Linked DNA regions of Mus musculus: regions 1 and 2 are each linked to region 3. The links are chromatin contacts, called in public Hi-C and HiChIP or PLAC-seq maps. All regions are on one chromosome and are shown on one strand. The core of a region is the stretch at or near the end of the contact, and the rest is flanking DNA. Distances in the headings are between cores, read along the strand shown. Region 1 overlaps Abcc2 (ATP-binding cassette, sub-family C (CFTR/MRP), member 2). Region 2 overlaps Abcc2 (ATP-binding cassette, sub-family C (CFTR/MRP), member 2). Region 3 overlaps Cpn1 (carboxypeptidase N, polypeptide 1).

Region 1 (4,425 bases), core at 889-3,388, 160 kb before region 3:
GAGGGTCTACAACGGGAATCTTTGTAGTTTGCGGACCCTCTGTCAGACTGGTGAGGCCCATGAATGGTTTAGATCTATTGGACACAGACTATAAACATGGTCAGAATATCTAAAGGGCAAGTTTGTGGGGCTGGAGAGGTAGCTCAACCCCGAGCGAGGGCTCTTGCTCTTCTTTCAGAGGATCGGAGTTCAGTTCCCAGAACTCACGTCAAGAGGCTCACTTCCTCCCGGTAACTCCAGCTCCTGTGGGGTCTCAGGCCTCCACTCTACACAGGCACCTGCGCGTGCACGCACACTCTCCTGCACACGTGCACACACACTCTCATACACACACACACACACACACACACACACACATAATTTAAAGTTAAAAAAAAGCAAATCTGTGACAGAGCAATGCACGTACTTTCAAATGGGCTCATTACGTTTAAACATCTAACGACAAGGATATCTTAAATATCTATCTTATAAGGACCATAATTTGGAAGCAGCAATTAGTGTAAGTTAGCCGTGAAAACATCTATGGTTTCTCCTGGTAACAAAGATACCATGTTAAGCTCATATTAGGAAAAAAAAAAAAAAAAAGAAAGCTGGATCTTAGTTATAAATGGTTACAAATAAAGATGCAGCTAGTCTTTCATTCATGTGCTCCAGCCCCGAATTGGATAGGCCCAATCTAGAGACATTGTGTGAAGTCAGTGGTGAGGTCAAGCCATTTCCTAAGGGCATCATGGAGTTCCCTCAAGGACATGCCAGAGTGTAGGGAGGTGGTTGGTTCTTGAAGGAGACGGAGCAAGAGCAGGAGGATGGCGATGCCTTTGACTTTTGATTCAGTAGAGCCTCTCCCTGTCTCTTCTCCATGTTGTCTTCTAGCACATTCTGTTGTCTCTGTGTTCTCCCCCATGTTTCTGTCCAATAAAGGCCCAGGAGCTGTAGATAATGGAACAGTAGAGAAGTTCAAAACTTCATCCCTCTGTCTCGGATCTGGAGGCTAGCCTCTGATAGAAGCAGACTGACAAAGCACAGAGGGGCTCAGCCTGTGTTCCATTCTTGTTCCAGCACTGTTCTGAAAGGTTACAAGCATCCATTGACAATAGAAGATGTGTGGGATATTGAAGAAAATCTTAAAGCCAAGTCACTCACCAGCAAGTTTAAGACGATCATGACAAAGGACCTGCAGAAAGCCAGGCAGGCTCTTCAGAGGCGGCTGAAGAAGTCCCAGCAGAGCCCTGAGGGCACGTCACACGGATTGACCAAGAAGCAGAGTCAGAGCCAAGATGTCCTTGTCCTGGTAACTGTGACCCAAGTGTCTGTGTGAGTGCCCTGTATGGCTCAGGCAAGGAGCAGTGTCCGGTCTGACTTCTTTCAGATTTTCATACTCTTCTATGTGCTTTGCACTGCACTTTACATTAATGATATGCACAGTTCTAATAATGCCTGAGTGGTGGGTGCATGTGTGTATTATATACTGTTGTTTCTCCTTTTGAATACACTTGAAATTTTTCATGGTGTAAAAGAGTAGTAGCAGTAGCAGTAGCAGTAGCAGTAGTAGTAGTATTCGTAGTAGTAATAGCAGCATTAGTAGGGCTAGGGAGATGGCTCAGTGGGCAAAAGCACTTACCATATGAATCTGGCAACCTGAGTTTGAATACCTAGATAAAAGCTAGACACAGTAGTACACGTATCTGTAATTCTAGTGTACCTACAGGAAGTGGGAAATAGCGACAGGACAATATGCAGAAGCTCCTAGGCCAATGAGGCAGATTGCTGTAGCAGAGAAGAGACCTATCTCAGACAAGGTAAGAAGGCCAAAGCTAACACAGGATGCTTGGCCTGACATCCGTGTTCACACTTCGGCATGCCTGTAACCATCACTCCTACACACAAACACTCTCTCTTTCTCCGCACAGGCATGTGCGCACACATGTGTGTGCATGCACAGGCACACACACACACACTCATTTCTAGAAACAGCATTGTCTTGGAAGTTAGCATTAGTAGCTAATGCATTCATTCCCTTACTCTGACATATTCACTGAGCACAGATGTGTGTCTCTTTGGGCAATGGGTACAAAGAACAAGCCTGAGAGGGAGTTCATCTATAGAGAACTAGGAAAAGAGGAACAAGCGATGCACATGCCGAGGGTGATTAATACTAACGAGAAAGCAATGCAAGCACGGTACAGTGACTCCTCAGGGAGCTCAGGCAGGAGGATCATAAGTTTGAGTACAGCCTGGGCAATACAGTGAGACCCATCTCGAGAGAGGGAGAGGGAAACGGCTGGGATGGGCAGAGAAGAGAAGGGAGGGCAAGAGAGAGCCTGCTTCACAGGCTGATGGCCCTGGGTTTGATTGCTCATACCACAAACACAGAGAAAGAGGAAGGGGATGGCGTGGGCACCGGAAGAGGAAAGTGGGAAGTGGAGATGCACCATCCCAGAGGCCTGGAAGCTAGAAATCTGAAATCAGGTTATTGGCAGGATCGTTTCCCCCTGAAACATGGGGGAAAGAATGAGTTCTACCTTTCCTGCTTCTGTTGTATGCCAGAAACCCTAGGTATCCCCTTGGCTTGTAGGTGCATAATCCATTCTGTGCCTCAGTTGTCCCAAAGCTACCTCATCTCTATCCCATCTCTTCCAAGGGCACCAGTCATGTTGAACTACAGACTATCTTAAAGACCAGTTTGCTTACACTCACACTGATCCAAGTTCAAAAGGGGGCACACTCTTAAGATATTGTGAGTTGGGACTTTGTATTAGTCAGGGATGTCTAGAGTAACAGATCTTATAGGATAAATCCCTCTCTTTATATAAATATACAGAAAGAGAATTTATTAGAATGATTTACAGGCTGAGGTCCAGCTAGTCCCACAGTGACTGCCTATGTATGGAAGTTCCAAGAATCCAGTAACTGTTGGTCCATTAAGGAAGGAATGGTCTTACTATTGAGGGTGAGAAGAAGCAGGCAAAGAGAGAGAGACCTTACCTCTTCCATGTCATTTCTCCAGGTTTCCTCAGAAACTGTGGCCAAGATTAGAAGTAGGTCTTCCCACTCCAAAAGATTTGGATTCAAGGTGCCTTTTCACCTCAAAGAAACAGATTAGAGGTGGGAAGATCCACCTCTAATGATCCAATTAAGAAAAGATATCCCTCACAGGTGTACCCAGCCAGTTTGGGGTTTTAGTTAATCCCAGATGTAGTCAAGTTGGCAACCAAGAACAGCCACCACAAGCCAGGTATAGAGAGAGGCACATGCCTTTCATCTCAGCACTCCGGAATTCAAGGCCAGCCTGGTCTGCAAAGTGAGTTCCAGGGCAGATGCCAAAATAGCCACCACAGACTTCATCAGACCTTTTTTGAAGAATAAAATTCAAATTACAACATGCTCCAATAGCCACATAAAAGAGCAACTGAAAAGTCTCCTGAGCATCCTATCCTAGATACAGACCAGCAGATTCCTTCACTGTCAGAGAGCATGAGATGACGCCCTCCCCCCCCCCCCCCCGCCCAGAGTCTCTTTCTTTGCATGTAGTATTCGCTCCAACACCCCCATACTGGAATCTTACACAGGACCTCGTCCCGTATTACTTGTTGTGAGGTCATCACCAGAGAAGACTGCTCGGACATGGGTTTAAGCCAATGGAAGGCCTTAATTAGCCAGCCAGCAACTAGATGGGTGGTCTGGATAGATTGGGTCTTTCTTTCTGTTTGGCAGGCAGTACTGTCTCTGTGCTGGATTTTGTGGTACGTCCATCATGGAGTCAGTTGTGCTACTGTCTGGGGCCTTGTTATATAATGAGCTCACTATGTAGCTCAGGCTGGCCTCAAAGTCACAATCTGCCTTAGCCTCCTGAGTACTGAAATTCCACTTGTCTGTCCATGCACATCCTTATGATGTCTTCTCTCTAGTTTAGTTGTCTGCTTTCCCAGCCCAAAAGAGATTATAAATTGGAAGCAGGGGAGAGAAGCGGGGGGGGGGTGGGGGGTGGGGTGTGGGGTGTGTGTGCTGGGAGTGGGCAGGAGATGAAGAGACAATTACAGCTATACAGAGAGGGTAACCTGCTCGTAAGCCCTGCTGAAGCCTGGAGCCATTCTGAGCACACAGTCTTAATCAGTCCTGTAATGCACAAGTCTGTGGACATGGCTGTTTTTGGTTTTGTACCTAGGAAGACTCGAAAAAGAAGAAAAAGAAGTCTGAGGCCACCAAAGACTTTCCCAAATCCTGGTTGGTGAAGGCTCTCTTCAAAACGTTCTACGTGGTGATCCTGAAGTCATTTATTCTGAAATTAGCACATGATATTCTTTTGTTTCTGAATCCTCAGCTGCTGAAGTGAGTACGCAGGACTTGCTGCCCCCTCTTCCTTTGTATGTGTAGGCAAGAGCGTTCTTTGAGTTCCCAGTTTTGAAAACCGCCCGGATTTTCTTC
Region 2 (4,648 bases), core at 597-3,096, 130 kb before region 3:
GCTTAAGGTGTGAAGTCTCAGACCTGGACGCAGAACTGCTGAGCCTAAGCAGGAGAGAGTCTAGTGTTCTGGTCTTTGAAGTTGAGTACACTCTTACAGGTCTAATGGAGCAAAGCTATCCATCAATTAATCAACCTGGGCAAGGGGGCTGAGGACCAGGGGTGACCCAAGGCTCATCTGGTGACAAGTCTTTCCTTCCCGCTACTAAAAGTCAAAACAAACAACCCAGTTCTCCCTTTGGCAGCTCAGATACTCAAATCAGAGCATCATGGGCAGATTAGCATGGCCCCCGAGCAAGGAAGGGGACACACAGATCCATGAAGTGCTCCGCAGTTTAGAGCTGGAGAGTTAGCCATCCCCAAGGAAGCACACGGCAGATGTCCGTCCCTGAAAACGTACATACACGCGGCGTTACACAGACCACGCAGCTCACGCTTAGGGATGTACGTCTGTGTATTCATGTGAATATGTGCATTACATATATGCGTGTAGCAACAGTTAATGAGAAAAGAGACAATGGATTTGAGAGATAATAAAGAAGGGTGTGTGTGGGAGGCTTGGAGGGGAGAAAGGACGGGGAGAAATGTAATTATACTCTCAGAAGACAAGAGAGGTAATACAAAATAAATTATTACATTTTTATTTATTTTGTGGGTGTGCACATGCATGTGTGAAGGACACAGAACAACTTGTTCCACCGTGTGGGTTCCAAGGGTTGAACTCGGGTCATTTGGCTTAGCAGCGAATGCCATCACCTACGGAGCCATCCCAAAGTTCCTTTCTGTCTACTTAAAAAAAAAAAAAGATATTTATTTTATGTGTGTGAGTACCCTGTCACTGTCTTCAGACACACCAGAATGGGACATCAGATCCTATTACAGATGGTTGTGAACCACCATGTGGTTGCTGGGAATTGAACTCAGGACCTTTGGAAGAGCAATCAGTGCTCTTAACCACTGAGCCATCTCTCCAGCCCTCTGTCTACTTTTTAAATGAAATCTTTTTTAAAAAGGGAATAAGCTATGACTGTCAAGATTGGCGGTGACAACAATGGAGAAGAGGGTTTGTCTATTTCCAGCGGTCACGGTCTTCAGCACACAACTCAGGCGGAGTATGGGAGAGCCATTTTTTTTCTTGACATCTGGGCATTTTTTCCCTCTCACCAAAACTAAAAGCCATTTGATATATTTGGTATGGGGTTCTTTTTATCACGTGCGATTGTGAATACATAGGCTAAATTTTTTTTCCTCCGAGAATTGCATGTTGAAGTCGATGTAAATGAACTATATTCACAGGTCGGTGTGGTGGGCAGGACCGGAGCTGGAAAATCATCCCTCACAAACTGCCTCTTCAGAATCTTAGAGTCTGCAGGTGGCCAGATCATCATTGATGGGATTGATATTGCCTCCATTGGACTGCACGACCTTCGAGGGAGACTGACCATCATTCCCCAGGTTAGTTAACGAGGATTTACTTGGGCACACGCAGTGGGGAAACACTGACATGCATTCAATTACAAAAACAACTCTGGCAGTTGTATTGCTTAGTTTTCTTGTCATTGTACCTGTCAAGAAACAACTTACAGGAGGAAGGGTTAATTCGGCTCACTGAGAAGGGGCACAGTTCTTGGTGGTAAGGCATAGCAGTAGGCATGTGGGACGGCTGGTCCTACTGTGTCTGCACTCTCCAAGTGTCAAATATAGACACTCTCTCCCAAAAGTTGACTATCAAGATTCATCTTCATACCACGATTCCAGACGAATTCCCCGAGATTCTGTTTCTCGACTAAAAAGTTCTGTATTTTGCATGTGACCGGTGGCTGCTAGAAGCTACCAGTAGGTGGCAGCAACGCGCCAGCACTCGGATAGAGCAGATGATTAGTTGGCGTTTCTGTTAGCCCATCAGGGTTTGCTGAGACCTTTGTAATTAGCAGTAGCAATTTTGCCGCCGAAGCTTGAAGTCATTAAGCTTTATACTCCTCATTTGATGCGGCTAAAAGATAGAGGAGGGAATTTGCTGCGGGTTTTTGCCAGCAAGCGGAACATTCATCGTATCAGCAAGAAAGACCTCCCTTTGGCTTGCTCTATGGACCCCACCGAGTTAAGAATTGCCACAGAGACCTCTCCACTCACAGGAGGCGGAGAACCATCGCTCCCTCTGCACTGTGGCCTGGTGCCTGTGGAGGGTTTAATGTTGCTTAGTACAATGTGACATTAGATGCCCTCTCTGTCACTCTCCCCTCTATTCCACTGAGACAAGGTCTCTCGAGGAACCTGTAGCTCGCCGTTTTGGGATTTGCTGCTGCTGCTGCTGCTGTTGCTGTTGTTTTAAGATGTTTTATTTTATGTGCTATGAGTGTTTTGCCTGTGTGTATCTAAGAGCATTTGGACCTGGCTCTCACAGAAGCCTGGCATTAAGATCATGTGTTAAGGAGTGTTGTAAGCTGCCGTGTGGGTGCTAGGAACTGAATCTGGATCCTCTGCAAGAATACTAAGTAGCAAGTGCTTTTAACCACAAGCCCCTCAGGAGGATTTTTGTCTTTGGCCTTTTAAAGGTTTTGTTTTGACTAGCTCAGTGGTGGGTATCTCCGGACAGCCTCTAGTCTCTGCTTCTCTCTCCCTCTCAGCGTGAGCACATAGGCTCCACTTTCTGCGGGATGCTGGGTACTCAAACTCGGGCTTGTGCGTGAGAATATCTTGTCAGGCCCCGGGTTTTCTTAGTTTAGTGCATTGTTCTCTGTGGCCTCTTCAAAACATAAGAGTTTCTCAGATGACTACACAATCTCTTTCTATGTCTCTTGGTCTCCCTTGTCCTAAGCCAGGAGGCTTTGTTTCAGGAAATGATGGTCTTTTCATCTGGATGTCTACAAGTGGGTCCCAGAACGGAACGAAGCAGGTGCAAACCAAGGACCACCGCACCCCCACCCCCCACCCCGTTTAGTGTTCCGGTTGCAGGTACTCGGGGCCTTCAGAGGCTTCCAAAAGCTCAATCGTGAGCCAGCTTCCTGCCTAGAGTTCATGCCAGACCACTCCTACCCACGTTCTCCTGGCCACAAAGAATGACTGAGCCCTTTGCTGACATAAGCCCTGATGGCTTCCCATTCTCCAACTTGCAGGACCCCATTTTGTTCTCTGGGAATCTGAGGATGAATCTCGACCCTTTCAACAAATACTCGGATGAGGAGATCTGGAGGGCCCTGGAATTGGCTCATCTCAAATCCTTTGTGGCTGGCCTGCAACTTGGGTTGCTCCATGAAGTGACAGAGGGCGGTGACAACCTGAGGTAAGCTACTTCTTCCACGGGCTGTGTGGGGGTGTGAGGGAGTTGTTTCTTATGTTCTGGTCTTAGATACCATCTGGCATTGTGGGATTTATAACTGTGTAGATCAAATTCCTAATGTGTAAAAATGCGATAAAAGCAGATGTTAAGCCGGGTGTGGTGGTGCACGCCTTTAATCCCAGCACTTGGGAGGCAGAGGCAGGAGGATTTCTGAGTTCGAGGCCAGCCTGGTCTACAAAGTGAGTTCCAGGACAGCCAGAGCTATACAGAGACACCCTGTCTCGGAAAAAAAAAAAAAAAAAAGCAGATGTTAAAAATGCACAGGAACACATGTTGTTATGAAATGTGCCCTTTCTGTGACATTATATGACATGAACTTACAAGTGCCATTTTAGTGGAAAAATCACAGAAACCAGAGTCTCAAGGCTCAGCAGCAACAGCTGGATCCCTGGTCCAATCTGGTATATTTGTTATGAAACACAGACTGGATGGACATGGGGACATGAAGATCCCCTCGGGCTATAAAAGGCATCTCAGTTTGAGAACCTCCAATCTAAAGGGACACAGATAAGATTTACTGCCAGCAAAGCTCTTGGGCATTGCAGAAACACCTTAAATTGATAACAGTGACTCTCTGAGTTTATAGTTTTTACCTTAATATATATATATATCCTGACACTTGGCTTGTGGTCTTCACTGTGCATTTGTTGACGCAAGGTTCTGGCCTTCTCCCCATGAGAGTTTGGGGCTCTCCTTCACATACTGAAGCTGAGCCATTAGGCAAAGCCTGTGGCTCGTGGGCAGTTCTTGCTTTTGACCCAGGTACCTCCACAGTGGAAGGCCAGGCATAGACCACCAGCAGCTAAAGCATCAGTAGATCAAACAAATGGCCTGGAAGCTCTGGATAAACGTAGGAGCTTCATATGAACACGGAAGCTCAGCCCGTGTGCCTTCTAGTCTGAACCTACATCTTAGCAAGGTTCCCAGGTGGCTTGTGCGCTGTTACCTGAGAAGCCTGCTTAAAGCCCTGGTCCCCAACTAGACTGAGGGACTCAGCCAGAGAACTTAAGTTCCACTGTCCAGACTGTCCCTCAAAACCAACTGGACCCAGGACCACGGTGACTTCACCCAGGGGACACTTGCATGGCTTGGTGGCAAATGTCATCTGTCTTGCTTTCCTTTGCAACAGATACAGGGGGCAGCAAGGCTTAAATAGCTGTTTAGCCCTATATAAAAGACCACTCAAATATGCAGTCAGTAAATATGTATTAATACCTACTATGTGCCAGGCACTGGAGACACAGAGGCAAACCTCACAGACCCAACCCTGGATTTCCAAGCACATAAAACATATTGGGAGAGGCAGGCT
Region 3 (4,577 bases), core at 1,433-3,932:
AGGAGACAGGCCAGGCACGCCTGTGAGGCTGACTAGCCAGGCATGTCTGTGAGGTGTCATGACCGTGTTAGCTGAGGTGAGAACGCCTACACATTGTTGGGTGACCACTCCCAGCTGGGAATCCGGTCTATGTAAGTGGAGAAAATGCTCTGGGTCATAGCTCTGTCTCCTGACTATGATGTGAGTTCGCTAGAAGCTTCAAGCTCCTGCCACCCTGACCCCCAACTATGGACTAGACCCTGGAGCTAGAAGCCACATCTGGCCGTTTTTCCCCTAAGTTGCTTCTTTTCAGAGTACTTTATCATAGCAACAGCAGAGGAAACCCAGCCAGTGCCCTTCTGGCATGTTCTAGGTAGCTCCAAGATTACCTACCCTCCACTGCTTGCCTTGCCTCAGATCCAGCCTATAGGAGGAATCTATTAGCTTTGCCTGAATGGACCCGTGAGAAATGCCTGAGCGGAGGGGAGAATAAACACGAGAGTCATAGTCCTTCTTGGCTGTTCCACTCCATTGTTATGAATGGTGTCTAGCCCAGAAGTCCTCCCAACCAGGCTGCCTCCACAGCCATCAGGGGCTCTGACCAGGGGCTCCATTCGCTTCAAGGCTACTCGCTCCCTGCTCTCAGAGCCTGCTCCCTCTAGCAGGTGAAGAATCTCCTTATCCGAATCTTAGCTGCTTGATGCAGCGCGTCTTTTCTGCTCCCATACCCGGCACGCACCCTCCTCTCAGTGTCCTCGATGGCTGGTCTTTCTGGCTTACCAACTGGTCCCCTCCTACCTGAAGTGACGTCGTGGTTGATGCCGGTGACGGAAATGACAGCCCCCGTGAGGTTGTTAGAGTTCTCATCCAACACCATTCCCTTGATGCCCTGGTGGACCTGCGGGAAACAGTGGCCACCGAGAGTCAGAATCACACAGTGGTTGGACAGTGGGAAAGGCTCTGGCCTTTCTCTTTTCTCATGGTTCCTCTCAGTCCATGTTCATTAACACCATGACAACACCCTGTAAACTAGCTCTTCACTGCTCCTCCAATCCCATAATCCCTCCTTAGTAGGCGGAGTGATCCTGTCACTCAGTCACAGTACACTGCCTTCTCAAAGCTCCTGTGTGGGTGGGCTTGTGAGGCCACAGTCCCCACTAGTAGCCCAGTCTCAAGTGTATGTGTGTTGAGTATTTTGCCTTCACGTGTGTCTTTGTACCCTGTGCCTACATGTTGCTGGAAGAGCCCAGCAGAGGGTCACAGAGCTCTCGGGACTAATGTCACCAATGTTTGTGAGCCACCATGAGGATGCTGGAAACAAACTTAGGTTTGCTGAGACAAGCCAGTACTCTCAATCAACCGCCAAGCCATCTCTCCAGCTCCTGCTGGTCTAACCTTGAATTTTGTTACAATTAAGGAAATTTAAGGGGGGGGGGTGCTGGTGAGATGGTTTAGTGGGTAAGAGCACTGACTGCTCTTCCAAAGATCCTGAGTTCAAATCCCAGCAACCACATGGTGGCTCACAACCATCTGTAATGAGATCTGATGCCCTCTTCTGGAATGTCTGAAGACAGCTACAGTGTACTTACATATAGTAATAAATAAAATCTTAAAAAGAAAAGAAAAGAAAGGAAAGGAAAGGAAAGGAAACGAAACGAAACGAAACGAAACGAAATGAAACGAAAAGAAACTTAGAAACTTTAGCGGTTAAGAGCACTGACTGCTCTGCCAGAGGTCCTGAATTCAATTCCCAGCAACAACATGGTGGCTCACAACCATCTGTAAGGGATCCGATGCCCTCTTCTGGTGTGTCTGAAGACAGAGACAGTATATTCACATTAAATAAATAAATAAATAAGTAAATAAATAAAATCTTTAAAGAAAGAGAGAGAGAGAGAGAGAAACCTTAGATTGTGATCTACTGAGATGGCTCAGTGGTTAAAGGCATTTGCTGCTAAGCCTGACTGAGTTTGAACTTGGTACCCAAAATGCTGGAAGAAGAGAACAGACTACCTTCCACAACTTGCTTTCTGATTTCCACACAAACATCATGGCATGAATACACAAGAGAGAGAGAGAGAGAGAGAGAGAGAGAGAGAAAATTTGAAGTAAATTGTGGTAAAATGTTCACTCTGTGAATTGTACAGCCCAGTTTATCACGCACATTTGTAATATGTGCCTAGCACAACAACTCACTTTTAGAACTCTCTTCATCTGACACTGAAACTGCTCTCCTTAAGATGAAAGTCTCCATCCCTCTCATTCTCTACCCCACCTCCTGCTCTTCCAGCCCCAGACACCATTCTGCATTCTGTCTGTGCGACTGTATAAACTCTATCTAAACAGAGGCACGGCTTACTGCCATACGACTGGCTTATTGCTTATTGCATAATCCAGATCCAGTCGTGCTAAGGTGTGTGTCAGCGCTTACCTGGTTTTGAAGGCCCTTTCTCTCTCTCTCTCTCTGCCTGTCTTCACTTCTTTGAGATTTAACCATGCTGAATAATATAACAATTTTATTCTAATTGTGGTTGCTTTTGTGGGTCTGGAAACACAATTTTGGGTCCCTCGTGTGCTAAGCAAGAGCTTTACCACTGAGCTAAACTTCAGCCCCATTTTTAATTTTCCGGAAGCTCTGTCACACTGCTTGGCTTAGAAGCAACATCACTTTCTGCTCACAGTGCCTAAAAGAGTCCAGTTTCTCCCCCTCCTCCAAGCCTTGTCATGTGTTTCTCACAGCAGCCGTTGCGGTGCACTTGAGGCGGCAGCTGGCTGTGGTTGCTGCTGCCGGGCACCTTTCAGATGTGGACTTGGCTTGTTTTAGTTGGACCTATTCTGGAGGGCCCACCCCTGTTCTAGATAACCTGGCTTGTCTGAGCCCCTCCGATCCTCAGGCTCCTCAGACCCCATTTGAGAGTGGCTTTCTCCGGGAGACTTTCTTCACAGCACTTCTCTTTTTAATGAGGCACAGAATTTACTTCCGTATTTTGCTTACTGTCTGCCCCGGTTAGAACATCAGTTCCATAGAGACAGGGATATAGGCTTGTTTACCCAGAGTCCCCAGCTTACAGTAAAGTTTTGGACAGACAGCTATGCTCTAGGACATTGAAGGAAAACCAACCGCAGGAGTAGAGGGCTGGTTGAGTGGAGTCAGCTCTGGGGACAGCCTGAGCCTGTGGCAACCCCAGCTGCCATTGGAAGACCTCTCTTGCAACCAGAAGAGTCAAACGGAAGGATCTTACCTGTTCCAAGAACTGGATTAAGGCTTCCCGGTTACCCAGCCACTCCCTCTGCAGCTCCTCTTGCCGGGGAAACTTGTCGCAACTCAGCTCGAGCGTGATCTCAAAGCAGTTAGTGTGGAGATAATTGAAGTCTTGCATTCCTAGGGAAAGAGACAGCGGCAGATCTTTGTGTCGAGGGACCCACCATTGCCACCTTTCTCGTTAGTCACAGTTTCTCCACCACATCTTTATCAGCTTCTCTCCTACCTCTTGACATCTGCTAACTTACTCTCCACAGAGCTGTTCCTGAGTCTCAGGCTGAAGGTTAGCCTGGTCTACATAGCAAGTTCCAGGTCTGCCTAGGCTACATAGCGAGGCTCTGTCTTAAAATAAACACAGAGACCAGCAACCATAACTAAACAACTGGTTTCCTCCCAGGTACTAAAGCCCCTAGAAGGTGAGCCATGCAGCTTAACACAGATCACTGGGCCTTAACTCAGGGTTTAACTCAGGAGGCACAGGGCACAGGGCAAGGGCCCCAAGTTTCTGTGTTGGACAACTTCCCAGGTTACTGTGGTCAGAGACCTCATTGCTGAGACAACCACTAGAATTGACCTAATTAACTATTGTTAATCTTGGGATTGTGTTGATTTGGTTTAGGGTGGAGATTCTCTGAGGAGGCACGGGCCATGCTTTCTGAGAGGATAGGGAGGGTGGGGAGGGAGAGAGGGAGGGAGGGAGGGAGGGAGGGAGAGAGAGAGAGAGAGAGAGAGAGAGAGAGAGAGAGAGAGAGAGAGAGAATGATTTGAAAAAGTATAGTGGCACATGCCTTTAATCCAAGCACTCGGGAGGCAGAGGCAGGCGGATTTCTGAGTTTAAGGCCAGCCTGGTCTACAAAGTGAGTTTCAGGACAGCCAGGGCTATACAGAGAAACCCTGTCTCGGGGGAAAAAAAGAAAAAAGAAAAAAAAAGAAAAAGCAATTATCTGGGGCTGGAGAGACAGCTCAGCGGTTAAGAGCACTGACTGCTCTGCCAGAGGTCCTGAGTTCAAATCCCAGCAACCACATGGTGGCTCACAACCATCTGTAATGGGATCCCATGCCTTCTTCTAGTGTGTGTCTGAGGACAGCTGCAGTGTACTCATATAAATAAAAAATAAAGACATCTTGAAAGAAAGAAAGAAAGAAAGAAAGAAAGAAAGAAAGAAAGAAAGAAAAGAAAAGGAAAGGAAAGGAAAGGAAAGGAAAGGAAAGGAAAAGAAAAGAAAAGAAAAGAAAAGAAAAGAAAAGAAAAGAAAAGAAAAGGAAAGAAAAGAAAAGAAAAGAGAAGAGAAGAAAAGAGAAGAAAAGAAAAGAAAAGAAAAAGCGTCTCTGATGC

The links. Hi-C and Micro-C count contacts between places; a contact is called where the count stands out from the background. HiChIP or PLAC-seq counts read pairs in DNA pulled down with a chosen protein or histone mark.
Region 1: an H3K4me3 HiChIP or PLAC-seq map of bone marrow-derived macrophages shows a contact between it and region 3, with 3 times the contacts expected there. The contact joins two enhancer-like sites. A contact is called at or near these places in 1 of 15 datasets of contacts at CTCF or cohesin (the NIH/3T3 cell line), 3 of 115 datasets of contacts at active chromatin or transcription factors (bone marrow-derived macrophages, embryonic stem cells and microglia) and 4 of 9 other capture datasets (adipose tissue, embryonic stem cells, liver and 1 more).
Region 2: a Hi-C map of bone marrow-derived macrophages shows a contact between it and region 3, with 45 read pairs. The contact joins two enhancer-like sites. A contact is called at or near these places in 10 of 39 promoter capture datasets (the C10 cell line, cranial neural crest, embryonic stem cells and 5 more), 6 of 15 datasets of contacts at CTCF or cohesin (the NIH/3T3 cell line, embryonic stem cells, pro-B cells and 1 more), 224 of 484 Hi-C or Micro-C datasets (the 63-12 cell line, the AML12 cell line, the AtT-20 cell line and 117 more), 28 of 115 datasets of contacts at active chromatin or transcription factors (acute myeloid leukemia, astrocytes, a beta-TC-6 cell line and 14 more) and 4 of 9 other capture datasets (adipose tissue, embryonic stem cells, liver and 1 more).

Annotation. Positions count from the first base shown.
Region 1 is chr19:43,799,478-43,803,902 of GRCm38.p6, forward strand. Abcc2 (ATP-binding cassette, sub-family C (CFTR/MRP), member 2) reads left to right here. Exons shown (of 32, transcript NM_013806.2): 7 at 1,060-1,291; 8 at 4,166-4,329. Among named protein-coding and RNA genes, the nearest start is that of Abcc2, 19 kb to the left of the region's middle. Within about 2 kb of position 2,139, at least 21 of the 459 cell types and tissues checked have an H3K27ac peak or open chromatin away from gene starts, as enhancers often do. A contact at or near this core is called in bone marrow-derived macrophages, where this site is marked.
Region 2 is chr19:43,830,750-43,835,397 of GRCm38.p6, forward strand. It overlaps Abcc2 (ATP-binding cassette, sub-family C (CFTR/MRP), member 2), which reads left to right. Exons shown (of 32, transcript NM_013806.2): 29 at 1,296-1,454; 30 at 3,116-3,282. Among named protein-coding and RNA genes, the nearest start is that of Gm10768, 5.7 kb to the right of the region's middle. Within about 2 kb of position 1,847, at least 6 of the 459 cell types and tissues checked have an H3K27ac peak or open chromatin away from gene starts, as enhancers often do. A contact at or near this core is called in the CH12 cell line and bone marrow-derived macrophages, where this site is marked.
Region 3 is chr19:43,962,954-43,967,530 of GRCm38.p6, forward strand. It overlaps Cpn1 (carboxypeptidase N, polypeptide 1), which reads right to left. Exons shown (of 9, transcript NM_030703.2): 6 at 3,222-3,361; 7 at 778-877. Among named protein-coding and RNA genes, the nearest start is that of Cpn1, 21 kb to the right of the region's middle. Within about 2 kb of position 2,683, at least 60 of the 459 cell types and tissues checked have an H3K27ac peak or open chromatin away from gene starts, as enhancers often do. A contact at or near this core is called in the CH12 cell line and bone marrow-derived macrophages, where this site is marked.